Linked DNA regions of Danio rerio: region 1 is linked to region 2. Evidence: chromatin contacts called from public Hi-C data. All regions are on one chromosome and are shown on one strand. Each heading gives the region's core, a stretch centred on a gene start, on an enhancer-like site or on the middle of the called end of the contact. The rest is flanking DNA. Distances are from core to core; before and after follow the strand shown.

Region 1 (6,449 bases), core at 3,138-5,637, 170 kb before region 2:
AGTAGTGTGTTCACATTGAAAACTCTCAAAATAATAAGTGCACTTTAATTACCCGGATGATGCACTCATTCAGCCGCTAAAATGAAGTGTGTAATGATGGACACTTCACGCACTCAACGACCGCAGGTTTGCTTACGTAGCGGAAGGGGCGGAGCGATCGGACGCACATGTTGAATAACTTTATTTATTTTGGATGGTGAAAGCAAAATTCTCCTACGAGAGTGATTATAGCGCCTCCGGATGGTAAATGCGGCAATACTCACGGCAGGTATTACTTGATAAGTCAGTCGTTTATTTCACTGATTTGGCGACCGTCAAACGTCATCAGGGAAACGGTTTGAATTTCCGCTTAGTAAAAAAACATTAGTGTGCCATTTGGGACAACACTACATACATATACTTTCCTGTTGAGTGTGTAAGTGCATAAGTACATAGTGCATGAGTGCATAGTGTATAGTGTGCCATTTGGGACGCAGCTAGTGACTTTTAGCAGCAGGGAGAGTGAAACCAACACGCTGAACACTTTTCCCATTCATATGTTTTGCCAAAATTTAGCTACCAATGTAATAGCTACAATATTTACAGATAAAACAGTACTAAAGTTAACCTTCAGTGGAACAGAGAATGGCCTTACATCACCACAAACATTGCTGGTTATTCACTATAAATGTTGAGTAAATTTCTTTGCATGACATCAGAAAAAAAAGTCTTATGACTTCAATAATAGGCACAGTTTAATTGTTTTTATTACATTCTTAGATTTTATGATGCCCTGTATCTTGCATCACTTAATAACATTCAGTATGACATTAGACCTTAACGGTGCACATTACTCATAAATAATCAGTGTTTCATCTTAAACCAAGACTCTGAGGGTTAAACTGACTGCCGTTACAGTCCAATCCAGACAGACACACACACTGCGTACAACTCAGACAAGGCTGAACCTTAAAGCCCTTTGGAAACACACACCCATCTGACTAATGAGAATCTGATATCACCTGAGGAATGCTTGAGTCTGGAGAACTGCTGCACATTGCTGAAAACGACATCTAAAAAATTGTCTGCTTGGTATTTGAGCAAGAGCTCGAGCCAAAAACAGGATATCACAATCTCAGTGTCACAAACCCATCCCCAAAAGCTACCATGCCTGTTCTGTAACCTCGTTCAAGGGATGGGGATTGTTTTGCCATAAAATGATGATAAGATGGTAAAACATTCTAACACTGAATAATTTTATAATCCTAAGAGGGGTTGGCATTGGCAAAAATAAATAAATCAATATAATAATGATGAACACTTCTACTGTAAAATATTTTTATTTCGTTGTATTAATAACAGTTACTTTAGTCAGAGTAGGGCTGGGCAATTTGGCCTAAAATCAAAATCTCCATTAATTGAACATTTTAACTTGATTACAATTAAACAAATGATTTTTTTATTATTATTTTATGTTTTTTGAGTTCATAGTTCACTAATAGGTTTTGTACAGCAAATATGGTCACATATTACATAATAATATAAAGGATAACATGTAATTGATAGAAACCTACACTATCTATGATTATTAATTGAACATCAACGCTGAAAAACTGAAATTAAAACACACATTGCCTAAAACATGGCTCTTTGCAACACCCACCCTTGTCACCACTACCAAACGACCAATCACAAAGCTTGTGTTATTTCGTCATTGTGACGCATAGTAACGTTTTTTTGAGAAGTGTGCGGGCATGCGAAAGCTGCGCTGGCCTGTACACATGCGCTTGGCAGAAGTATACTTTCAGAATAATATAATAAGCAAATCATAACAAAATAAGTATAAAAAATCCTTAACAGAGTTGGGTCATGGGACTCCACCAAAAAAAAAATACCTGGAAAAATGTAATCGATTATACATTCTGAATGTCAATTTCGATTACTTTGATTAATCGCCCAGCCTTAGGTCAGTGTCCCATGATCTTTCAAAAATTTGCATAACAATGCTGATTTGATGCTCGAGAATCATTTATTATTTTCAAAAATATACAGTCATTGATGATTTAAAAAATATATCGCCATGACATAATTTTTGCTAATATTTTTTACTAACTTATTAGGCATTACTGCTGAATAAACCTTATTTTTTTAAATATAGAACCCCAAACTCTGAACAGTGATATATAATACTTTACTGTTAGTATAATGTACAATAATTCTTGCTAAATAATGCCTGAGAAGGTAATAAGATCCCAGTGTTAACGCTATGTGGTCCTGAATCACACTTGTATATTATCACAACTATTACATTATTATTTGAATATACAAAAAAAAAAGAGAGACATACATTTCCCTCCAAAAATTGTATATCATCTACACACTTTCATCTGGGTCTAAACTTGTATGACTTTTATATCAATGAACAGACGATGATGAGAAATGAGTACAAAAAATGTGGTTACTAACATTCTTCAAAATATCTTTTATGATTCACAGAAATAAAAAGCTCATACAAGTTCGGAACAATAAAATTAGAGGTTTTTGTTTTTGACTGAAATGTCCCACCAATAATGTTTACATTAGACACAGAAGCCTTTGCCATTTTTTTTCCAGTTAACTTATACAAATACATTGACCTCAGTATGAAATTCCTCACGTTTCTAAAAACCCACAGACAAAACCATGCAGAGCAAACACAGACAAGAGAGGGGCTCATGTCATGGTCTCATGCATGAGAAAAAGGCCATCAAAGATGCGTTCCCAGCCCTCCTACTCACATCGATTCATTTCACAACCAACCTATTCACATGAAAACCCACTGAAACGGCAGTCTGACGAAATGTATATTTCTGAAATTAATCAAACGGTTTCCTCCCTCTTGCCTGAAAATTGCTTATGTAGAAGTGGGTGAAGCAAACATGCAATTTAAACCTGAATTATGCAGAAACATATATTGATAGTTTTGATTTTATCAGCAAGATGATTGTCATTTCAACAGTCATTAATCTTTACACTGAGAGGTTAAAAAATAAAGAAAAATGAGTTGTCATTTTTGTCAATGTTGCATTCATATTTCAGTCAAATTTGTAAGTAGACTAAGCGAAGTTTAGACGACTTTCTGTCTATATATTCAAAAGAACTGTACTACAATATACAAATGCAGTTTTGCTTTAATTGCAAAGTGTGAATCCATGTTGTTGTAATGAAAACTCTACCATTATGTGTGCTTCCTTACGTTGTTACAAAATATTTGATATTTTTCTGTTGACCAGAAAGGGAGACTATAAATGCTAAATGCTGACAGCTCCAGTCATGTGCACAGCATTTGTCACAGCATTGTGAAAGTGTATGAAGATTGTTACTTTCATTCTCTCTAAATTTGAATGCAAATACAAACAACATTTTGTTAACCTACAATAGTTTAACCATGGTGTTTGTATTAAAAATGATAGTTAAACAAGTGATTAAAATAAGACACAAAAACATCGTCATTAACTTAGAGCTTTACAAATCCATGGTAAATCTAATGTGTAAATTGTCTCTTTATTTCGGCGTTGCAAATTATTAATCTCTCATTGGGAATAAACAACATCTCTCATTAAGGACGAGCGTTTATTTAATAAACGTCTTGATAACATAATCCTCTATTTTATATGACATTTCTTCAGTCTTGGGCCTGCAGTCATTAGCTTATTTAGCGCCGCAACTGCTTCCCTAGCCTACAGGAAGCGAGCTAGCCGAATTATTTTGCTCATAATCGCGTCGTAAATGGTCTAATAATCATCGTGCACTCGGGAAAATAGATAAATTACCCCATATGTATGAAACCTAATTGTGCAGTTGTTTAAACTAGATAATTTGTCCAAGTTTGTAAGCCTAGCTAGCCGTCTGGAGGGGTTAGCTCGAGAGCTCCCAAACAGCTCGAGCTCCAGCAATGAATGACCGCGAGCGCACCGCTTCATGTACACTTCCATTGCAGGAACGACTCTCACTTCTCCATCATTTTGATTAGTTGTGCAAATTATTAATGAATAATGAATAAGACAGAGGCCCACCGCCATCTTTCACAGCGGTGGATGTATTTTTAACCCACCCATATTCGGGATACGATGAATGTACCGAAACGGAAGTGGCTAACAAACAGAGTGCCAAACGCTAAGCCAGCTGTCGCTTCTCTTTGGCGGATCTTTTCATATATAGAAGAGGATTTAGTAGTATTATGGTTAAAAACGAAAGACTGAAAAGGTGCAGTGTGTCTCACTTCACGGTTACCTTAATGATCCTGCGGGGCAACCCTGCCATCTTGTCTTGAATGCGGATTTTAGCTTTGACTCACGGTGCCTCTTACTTCGTTTGCATTGACGGCGGAGACGCAGTGCACAGACACACGCCTTCCGGCGCGGTGCGTCCAGACGCACGCGGAAACGTACGCTTTTCACGATGATGAAGATGATATGGAAGTTGTAGTTTTGTTTAGAAGGAAAGCTCTCTCTTTTTTTCAACCGACATGAATCTAGATAGTCCGTTATAATGAAGTTTTTTGGACGAATTTCTTACAGGTTTTGACTAGTTACTCAAATAATTTTCAGTTTTTAATGGTTCAGTCCTTCAGGTAACTGGTTTAACTACATTCCTAAAATGACACGTTAAACTGGTGTCTTTTTTTTTTCTTTTCGGCTTACTCCCTTTATTAGTTAGGATTCGACACAGCGGAACGAACCGACAACTTATCCAGCACATGTTTTATGTAGCAGATGCCTTTCCAGCCGCAACACAGCACTGGGAAATTAACTGGCGTCTCTTATTGGAAAAAGTTAAACCCCTGGAGTACTAAAACAGCAATTCGTACTCTTTTCCAAAGTGTATTTGTATAGTGACTTTTGCCTTGTTAAGTCTGATTGAAACCCTTCATTGAATGAAATAAATAATAGCTGGAGAAAAATGTGGTTATTACCACTGAAAACATCAATGAACACATTCACAGATTTTACAATATTTTGCAGATCATTGTTTATAATAAAAATAAAAAGGGGAAAAAAAGTTTTGTATTCATAAAGACAGCTGATCAGAGCCATTATCAGTTTTCTGGATTTTACATTATGAGTTAATAAAAATATTTGATTAATTTGAAAAAATATATTGATAAAGTATCCTCAAAAGTTGTATTTATATATTAATTTAACTGCCTGCTCGACCAAATGGTTGACTATATTTTGACTGACTATATTAGGAGTATCTAACTAAACCTGATTAAGTTTCATCTTTAGGAAGCACTCGCGCTTTTGCACTAAAAGATAATGCTGAAATGTGTATCGGTGTTTTATATTGTTTGAATTAATGTTTTAAATAATAATTTACACTAAACAGCATTGTTGGTTTACAAAAAAATCTAACAAACAATCCTGTTGCACTCCTACACTTGATTTTAGTTCATCTTCATTTTCTTGTCAACTTAGTCCCTTTATTAATCTGGGGTCGCCACAGTGGAATGAACCGCCAACTTATCCAGCAAGTTTTTTACGCAGCGGATCCCCTTCCAGCCGCAACCCATCTCTGGGTAACATCCACACTCACATTCACACACACTATGGACAATTTAGCTTACCCAATTCACCTGTACTGCTTGTCTTTGGACTGTGGGGGGAACCGAAGCACCCGGAGGAAACCCAGGAAGAACATGCAAACTCCACACAGAAACGCCAACTGAGCCGAGGCTCGAACCAGCGACCTTCTTGCTTTTAGGCGACAGCACTACCTAATGTGCCACTGCTTCGCCCTTGATTTTAGTGTCATTGTAAATAAAACAACAACAACAAAACATGTAAATTACTGTGCTAAATTAAAAGCTAAAATATTTTATGGTATAAAAAAAGATGATTTAGTATTCAAAAATGTCTTATTTTTGTTATGTTTTTAAATAAATTGGTCTTGCACTTCATATTTTTTTTAGATTTTCCATAGTATATGTATTAATTCTGCTACTTTTACCTTAAATCGAGATATCTACCATTTGGTAGAGGCTGTTATTTTAGAAATTATGGGATGTGTTGAAAAAAAAAGGAGTTATCAGGAGTTAAGATGTTAAATTTTCAAAACACACGAGAGGGAGAGGGAGAGGGAGAGGGAGAGAGCTTTTAATGAGGACATTCCGTTGGAGTTATTGAGTTAACCACCAGTCTGTACCCTGAACCTAAACCTATCCCAAAACCTAAAACTCAGAAAAATTTCTGCACTTTTGCTTATGCCGCTAAAAAATTGTTTTGTTGTGATTAACTGCTGATGCTTTTACAACCCTAAAAAACAATGGAGCACAGTATTAAATACTCAAATTAAATTGCAAAAGGATGATAAAGTGCAAAAGGTGAAACTTTAGAATAATGTCACAGCATGAGTAAATGTTGGTAATATTAGGAATATTATGAGTAAAATTAGCAGCAACATGAGTTAATGTTTGATTTGAATGGATTAAA
Region 2 (6,488 bases), core at 426-2,925:
GGGGTTTTCAAACTGTGGTCATCCAGGGGGCCGCAAATGTTTGAAGAAAAAGCTTTTAAAAGTCTTAAATTGGCAAACATATTTTTTATTAATAATTTTATATTGTTTTTTTTTATTTTATTATTTTTTATTTGTCTTGAAATATACAAAATGCACTTTTGGTCAAAAGTTTGGGGTCTGTAGGATTTTTAAATGTTTTAAAATAAGCTTCTCCTGCTCGCCAAGGCTGCATTTATTTCATTAAAAATACAGTACAGACTGTGAAATTGTGAAATGTTATTGCACTGTTAAATAACTGTTCAAAAGTAGTTTATAATTCCATGTAATAATTTATTCAGTGCTTTTAAAGATGAATTTTCAGCTTCATTATTCCAGTCTTCAAATATTAATGTAATATTAATTAATATTATTGTTATTATTATTACTTTTATTAATGGTAATAGCAATAAAATCAGTAATAATTGTGATCATTTCATTTGAAACTACCTACAATACAAAAAGCAGTTATTTTCAATTGTAATAAAATATTTAACAATTTAACATTTTTTGATGAACAGAATATTCATTCCTTCATTTTCAGCTTAGTCCCTTTATTAATCCGGGGTCGCCACAGCGGAATGAACCGCCAACTTATCCAGCTTGTTTTTTTCGCAGCGGATGCCCTTTCAGTCGCAACCCATCTCTGGGAAATGATCAGAATAATTTTTTTCAAAAAAACATGGGGAAAAAACTGACCCCAAACTTTTGACCGGTAGTTCAAATTATTAAAAAACATACTTAAAGAAGCAAACAAATAACATGAGATTAAAGTAATACTGTGTATAATTGTATAAAATTATAATAATACATCTAAAATAATCAATATCTAATCCAAAATGTATTTCAGATTTAAAGATTCAAACAAATGATGTATATTGATTCTTTATCCAAGAAAACAGATGACTTTTATGATAGTGAATTTGGATTTGCGTGAGGGTGATCATATTTGAGATTTACCACTGACCAAGATAACGTCAATTCAGTATCTTTAGATCACAGTGTTTTAAGCTGATAAGGTCAAATGCCAGTTCAAACTGTCAAATTTTATTTTAACAACATTTGAAGCAATAAATATAAAGAGTAAATTGCTGGAGGGAAATGACTGAAATAGTAGGCCTATTCTAGTTTTATTGAGTATTACTTTTAAAAAGAATGAACTGTAAAGGCTATTATTAACAAGCTTATTTAGACTTATTTCTTATATTGCAAGTAAGGTCATTTCCAATCTTTTCGATTTCCTTTAGTCAAAGATGGAAACAAGACGTTGACACAAAACGAGTGTTTCAAATTAATTATTTAATTCATTAAAGCAAAACTATCCAGACACATTCACATAAATATAATAACTAACCTACTTGTTTAATTACAATCATCCCAGCAATGTTACTGGTACACATTCACCAAATACCTTAATATAACAAACATTTCTAGTTTAAACCTACATCTGATATTGCAGGAACGGAACGCGCTCTGCTTGAGTTGCATTGCTACAATTGAAAGGACGACCGTCCATCCGTCCGGCGCTCGTTCACTTCAGCACCGCATACCGCCATCGCATCCGTGACCGCATTTTTTCTCGGCTTGCATAACATATCGCGTGACTTACTAGGTTAGTAACGTGAGGGAGCGGACAGGAGAAGGCGGTGTTGATGATGGTAGGAGGAGATTGCGCGTCGTCTTCTTCCGCGTTTCCCCGGATTTCAACCACTGTCCTGCTTCCATCGTGTCCTCTCCTTGCACGTTTTTACGCTCAGCCCACCCTCCCAATTCAGTTAGTTGTAAAGAAAAAAAAATTAAAGCAATTACACAGGCCTCGCCGCCCCCCCACCTTCCGCCTTTACCTCTCCTCTCTTCTTTCTCCCCCCTCTTTGCAAATAACTACCGCCGCCTTCGTTCTCCACATGCGGCATCGGAGCCCTGGGCCGCGGCGTACCGGCTCCAGCCATGTCGTCGAGGAACACAGCGGCTGGCGGCGGTGACGGAGCGACGGGGGAAAACACAGGTAACTCGTCGCTTCAAACAAAAAAACAACTCGTCCTCCCGGGAATTCTCCGGTCGACGCGGACAGGGCTGGTGTGGATTGCGCGTTGCGCCGGGCGGAGGAGAGGGAGCACTCGGTGTTCCCCGCTGATTGGTTTGCGCACTGAAAGTAGGTCAGTAGTTCAGTAGAGCGAACTCGAGCAAACCCGAGCAAAGGCGCGTCGGAACTGTGCGCTGGCTGGGGCACTTTTCAAGCTTTACCGCTGAGGTTAAAGCACACATTTAGTCATAAATTTGCCTGTCAGTCGCTTTTAACTGTAGAAAAGCTGTGCTGTAGTTGTTTTTGGAAGGCCTTTGTAAGACTTTCTTTGCCGCCACGTTCGGTCATTGCGGCTAGTTATTATTATGCTAACGTTAGTTTAAATGTCTTGGGTTTGTTTTATTCTTTTGTTTTGTATTTTAACTATTTAAATTTGGTTTGTGGCGATTTCTTTTAAACTATCGACGTTTTGAAGTAAATCTTCAGGAAAAACATGTTGATTTATTGTGTTTACCTTTGCATTGCGGTGGTTATGAAAAAGAATGCTGCGGTTTTTGTTTGCGAGTATGATTCATCTGTTAATCATTCCGGTTCATTTAGGGTTGTTGTTATTTTGAATCTTTTAAGACACACAAACACAATTATTTGTATACATTGCTCAGCATATGTAAGTACACCCCTCACAAATCTATCTGTTAAGTTCATATTTATAATAGGAAGCGATACAACCTTATATATGTGCGGAAACATTTGATTAGTCAATACTGAAGCCTATCAAATAAAATAATTTATGATAATGGTCCAATAAAAATACACTTAAATGTTTTAGAAAAATAATAAATATACATTTAAAAAGGAGAAAAAAAATCAAGAGAAGCAAAAACAAATTGTTGAAATTTTATAACATTTTTTGCACTATTTAGCTTGATTTAATTGTATTATCTTTCAATTTCTGAATATCTTTGGTGACTAAAATATTATTTTTATAAATATTTGTTTAGTAAATTTGTTTAAATCTATGAAAGTTCATTGCCTATATTTACTAAGAAATAGATAAAAAAATATCCATTTTCAAAATGGACAACTGCTGACAACTGTATGTTTTATTCTACGAATATGTTATAACATTTTTTTCCAAAAATCCGAGCTTTTTTATAAAATAATAATTGGTCAGAATAACAATTGTTTTCAGTTGTTATGGTTTGAAAGTAAAGATTTCCCACCAAATACTTATTTCTTATACTGAAGTTAAAACATCTGTAAAATTGGTCTAAAAATAATATGGACGTCTAAAACATGGCTTATTATTTTGCATAAAAAGAGCTAATAATTATGTAGTCATGTTTTAAATTAAACATTTAGTCATTTAGAGGCTTTACTGCATCAGTACAACTCTAATGTTTTGAGGATAATAGGCATTAAGGCTAATGATCATGGCTGTATATTAAATAAACAGTTAACCAAATAAATATAACTCATCAAATTACTTTATGCCTTCATCGATTTTAGTAAAATACGAATGATTGCCACAAAACTTGCCACACTTTATAAATGAGATCTAATGTTTAGAATCTATTGTTCTGCTTTTAAAGCTTTATTCTGTGTATAGTTATACTCTGCGCACTCTGACAATCAGTTTTTTTATTTTTGGAGTTCACAAATCTACCATCTAATACTGAAGCTTTCTCCCAAGTGAATTCAGTCCCCTGTTTAATGAGTGAAACTGCATGTTGTTGTGACGTAAATGTGAATCATTAGCATTGTGAGGTCATAGTGCTGCCTGATCTGCTCTGATTTCTTGTAACGTGACCTTGTAACGTGACGGTTGTGTAATATGTAGGTCAAACTCAGCACACTTGTAGGCCAGAGCTGTGATGCCCTCCTCTTCTTCAGGCGTTGCTTTCTCTCTTCATCCCGATTCGATCAATAAAGCTTTGCATAACTAGGATATAAACAATAGGAAACAAAGGCGGCCAGTGTAATAAGACTGCCGGGCTATTAATTCTTGCTAAAACGTGTAACCTAAATCTGCTGTCAGTTTGCTTGGTCTCGTGACAGTCGCCCCCTCCCTCCGCTTCCCCAGCAGAGAGAAACGTGACTGGAATTTAGGGGCTCATCTGGAAAGTATGTCTCTTAGGTAACTGGCCTTTTGAGTTACAGATTCCAGTCATTTCAGTGATGGGCATTTTTTCAGGTCAATTATTTACTATCTGGTGCATCCGGTGAATTTTGGCGGAGCTGTCTGAGAAAAAAAAAAAAAAGCACTTGGCCTGGCACACTGTGGGTGTTTTTTTGCAATGCATATTAATTGTTTGTTCATTCAATAACCATTTGATGTTGGTTTTACATTGAGAGACAAAAAAGATAATGAAATATACATCAATATACAATATATAAATACACGCGTATTCCACACTGTATCATTGTGATTTACTGTTTGAAAAACATGCATCTGTAGAAAATACAGTGACTTTTAGTGTTTCTTTGTACTTTACCATTGTTTTAGGGCTTTTAAAATAATGTAATTTTAGAAAAACAATCATGTAAAAAGTACCAAGTTTTTCCTGTATTAACAGTAATTTCATGTTTTGTAATTTACAGTTTTTTACCACCACTCTTTTGCATTTTACAGTGAAAAGTATGGGCATTTTTTTACAGTGTAGCATGTTATATAAAATTTCATTATATTTATATATTTTGAAGAAGTAATCTTAAAATATATTCACCTAATTGTTTACGAAAGCTTTAACATCTTTTAAACATTCTTTACATGCCATAAAATTGCTTTTAATCGTACTTATTTTTATATATTAAACATGTAGAAACGTAATTACTTATTTATTTTTTATTTATTTATTTATTATTAGTCATGTAGAAATGTATTTATTTATTTAATTAGTATTATTCATATAGAAACATATTCAGTTATTTAATTTGTTTGTTTAAATCTTTTTATTCATGTAAAAACATATTTACTTATTTAATTTTGTTTATTTAATTTTTTATTAATGTAGAAGCTTACTTAATTAGTATTATTCACGTAGAAACATATTTACTTTTAATTAATTTTAATTATTCATGTAGAAATGTATTTACTTTATTTTATTTGTTTAGTTATTATTATTAATGTAGAAACGTATTTACTTATTACATTTTGTATATTTAATAATAATAATTTAAATTTACTTATTTATTTTTTATTTAATTAATTTCTATAATTCTTGTAGAACCTTTATTTACTTTTTTATTTAATTATTATTATTCGTGTAGAAATGTATTTACTTGTTTATTTAATTAGTATTGTTCATGTAGAAACATATTACTTATTTATTTATCTATTATTCATGTAGATATGTGTTTACTTATTTATTTAATTAGTTTTATTCATGCAGTATTCATTATTTTTTAAATTATTTAAATATTATTATTATTAATGTAGAAAAGTATTTACTTATTTTTATTTTTCATGTAGAAACTGTATTTAGTTTTTATTTAAATAATATACATGTAGAAATGTATTTAGTTTATTTTTTTATTAATTTCATTATTATTATAAGTGTAAAAGCATTTACTTATTTTTATTTAATTTTAATATTTAAGTAGAAACTTATTTACTTATTTTTATTTATTACTTTTTATTATTCATGTAGAAATATATTTACTTATTTTGATTTATTACATTTTTAATCTTCGTGTAGAAATGTATTTACTTATTTATTTTTATCTATTTATTTTTTATTATTTATGTAGAAATGTATTTATTTTTTTCTGTTTAATTTGTATTATTCATGTAGAAACGTATATTGCATTATCAACATGTTTTAAAGATATGTTTTATTATTTAATGTTATTTTACATTTAACTATACCTATTAAAAGCATAATGGTATTAATCTCTTATATTTTAAACGCATGAAGTAGAAAAACTGTTAGTTCTTTTTGCAAAATCTTTAAAATTAACTATTATTTCAGTTGATATTTTCAAAAATAATTAAATCTCTTAAATAGTGTTTCAGTACATGCTTTGATTTCTTGACTTGAATACATTTATTAGGAGTTCTTTTATGCGCTCTAATGTGGACTATGAAGGCTGTAAAGTTAAAGGAAAAGTATTGATCAAAAGTAGGTCAGCACAACTTGGGTGCACTGCAGTGCTTTTGCACTTTTAACAACACTTAAACTGACCACTACCTGTCTATAGTGGGATTATATGTAGATGAAATGTGTTGCTTTAGTTGAGTGTTTGCTATATTAATATTCTTCTTTTATTAAAGCATTGCATGCACATCATTTTATTGTTAAGTTTATGCACTAAGCAAAAATTTTACAAGCAGAATAACGCATTCAAGCTTTAGTGAGTCATTTTTTTGTTTGTCACGAATGCTCTTGAAAGTATTGCGTATGCATTTTAGTATCCTGCTTATTTGAAA

What was found. A called contact is a pair of places that touch in the nucleus more often than the background predicts.
Region 1: a contact with region 2 is called in a Hi-C map of hematopoietic stem cells, with 4 times the contacts expected there. The contact joins the promoter of ube2na here to the promoter of bmal2 in region 2. A contact is called at or near these places in 2 of 18 Hi-C or Micro-C datasets (caudal fin and hematopoietic stem cells) and 1 of 4 datasets of contacts at active chromatin or transcription factors (gastrula embryo).

Annotation. Positions count from the first base shown.
Region 1 is chr18:17,154,947-17,161,395 of GRCz12tu, reverse strand. ube2na (ubiquitin-conjugating enzyme E2Na) reads right to left here and starts at 4,387. Exons shown (of 4, transcript NM_213486.1): 1 at 4,252-4,387. The coding sequence starts at 4,281.
Region 2 is chr18:16,984,249-16,990,736 of GRCz12tu, reverse strand. It overlaps bmal2 (basic helix-loop-helix ARNT like 2), which reads left to right and starts at 1,675. Exons shown (of 17, transcript NM_131578.2): 1 at 1,675-2,041. The coding sequence starts at 1,984.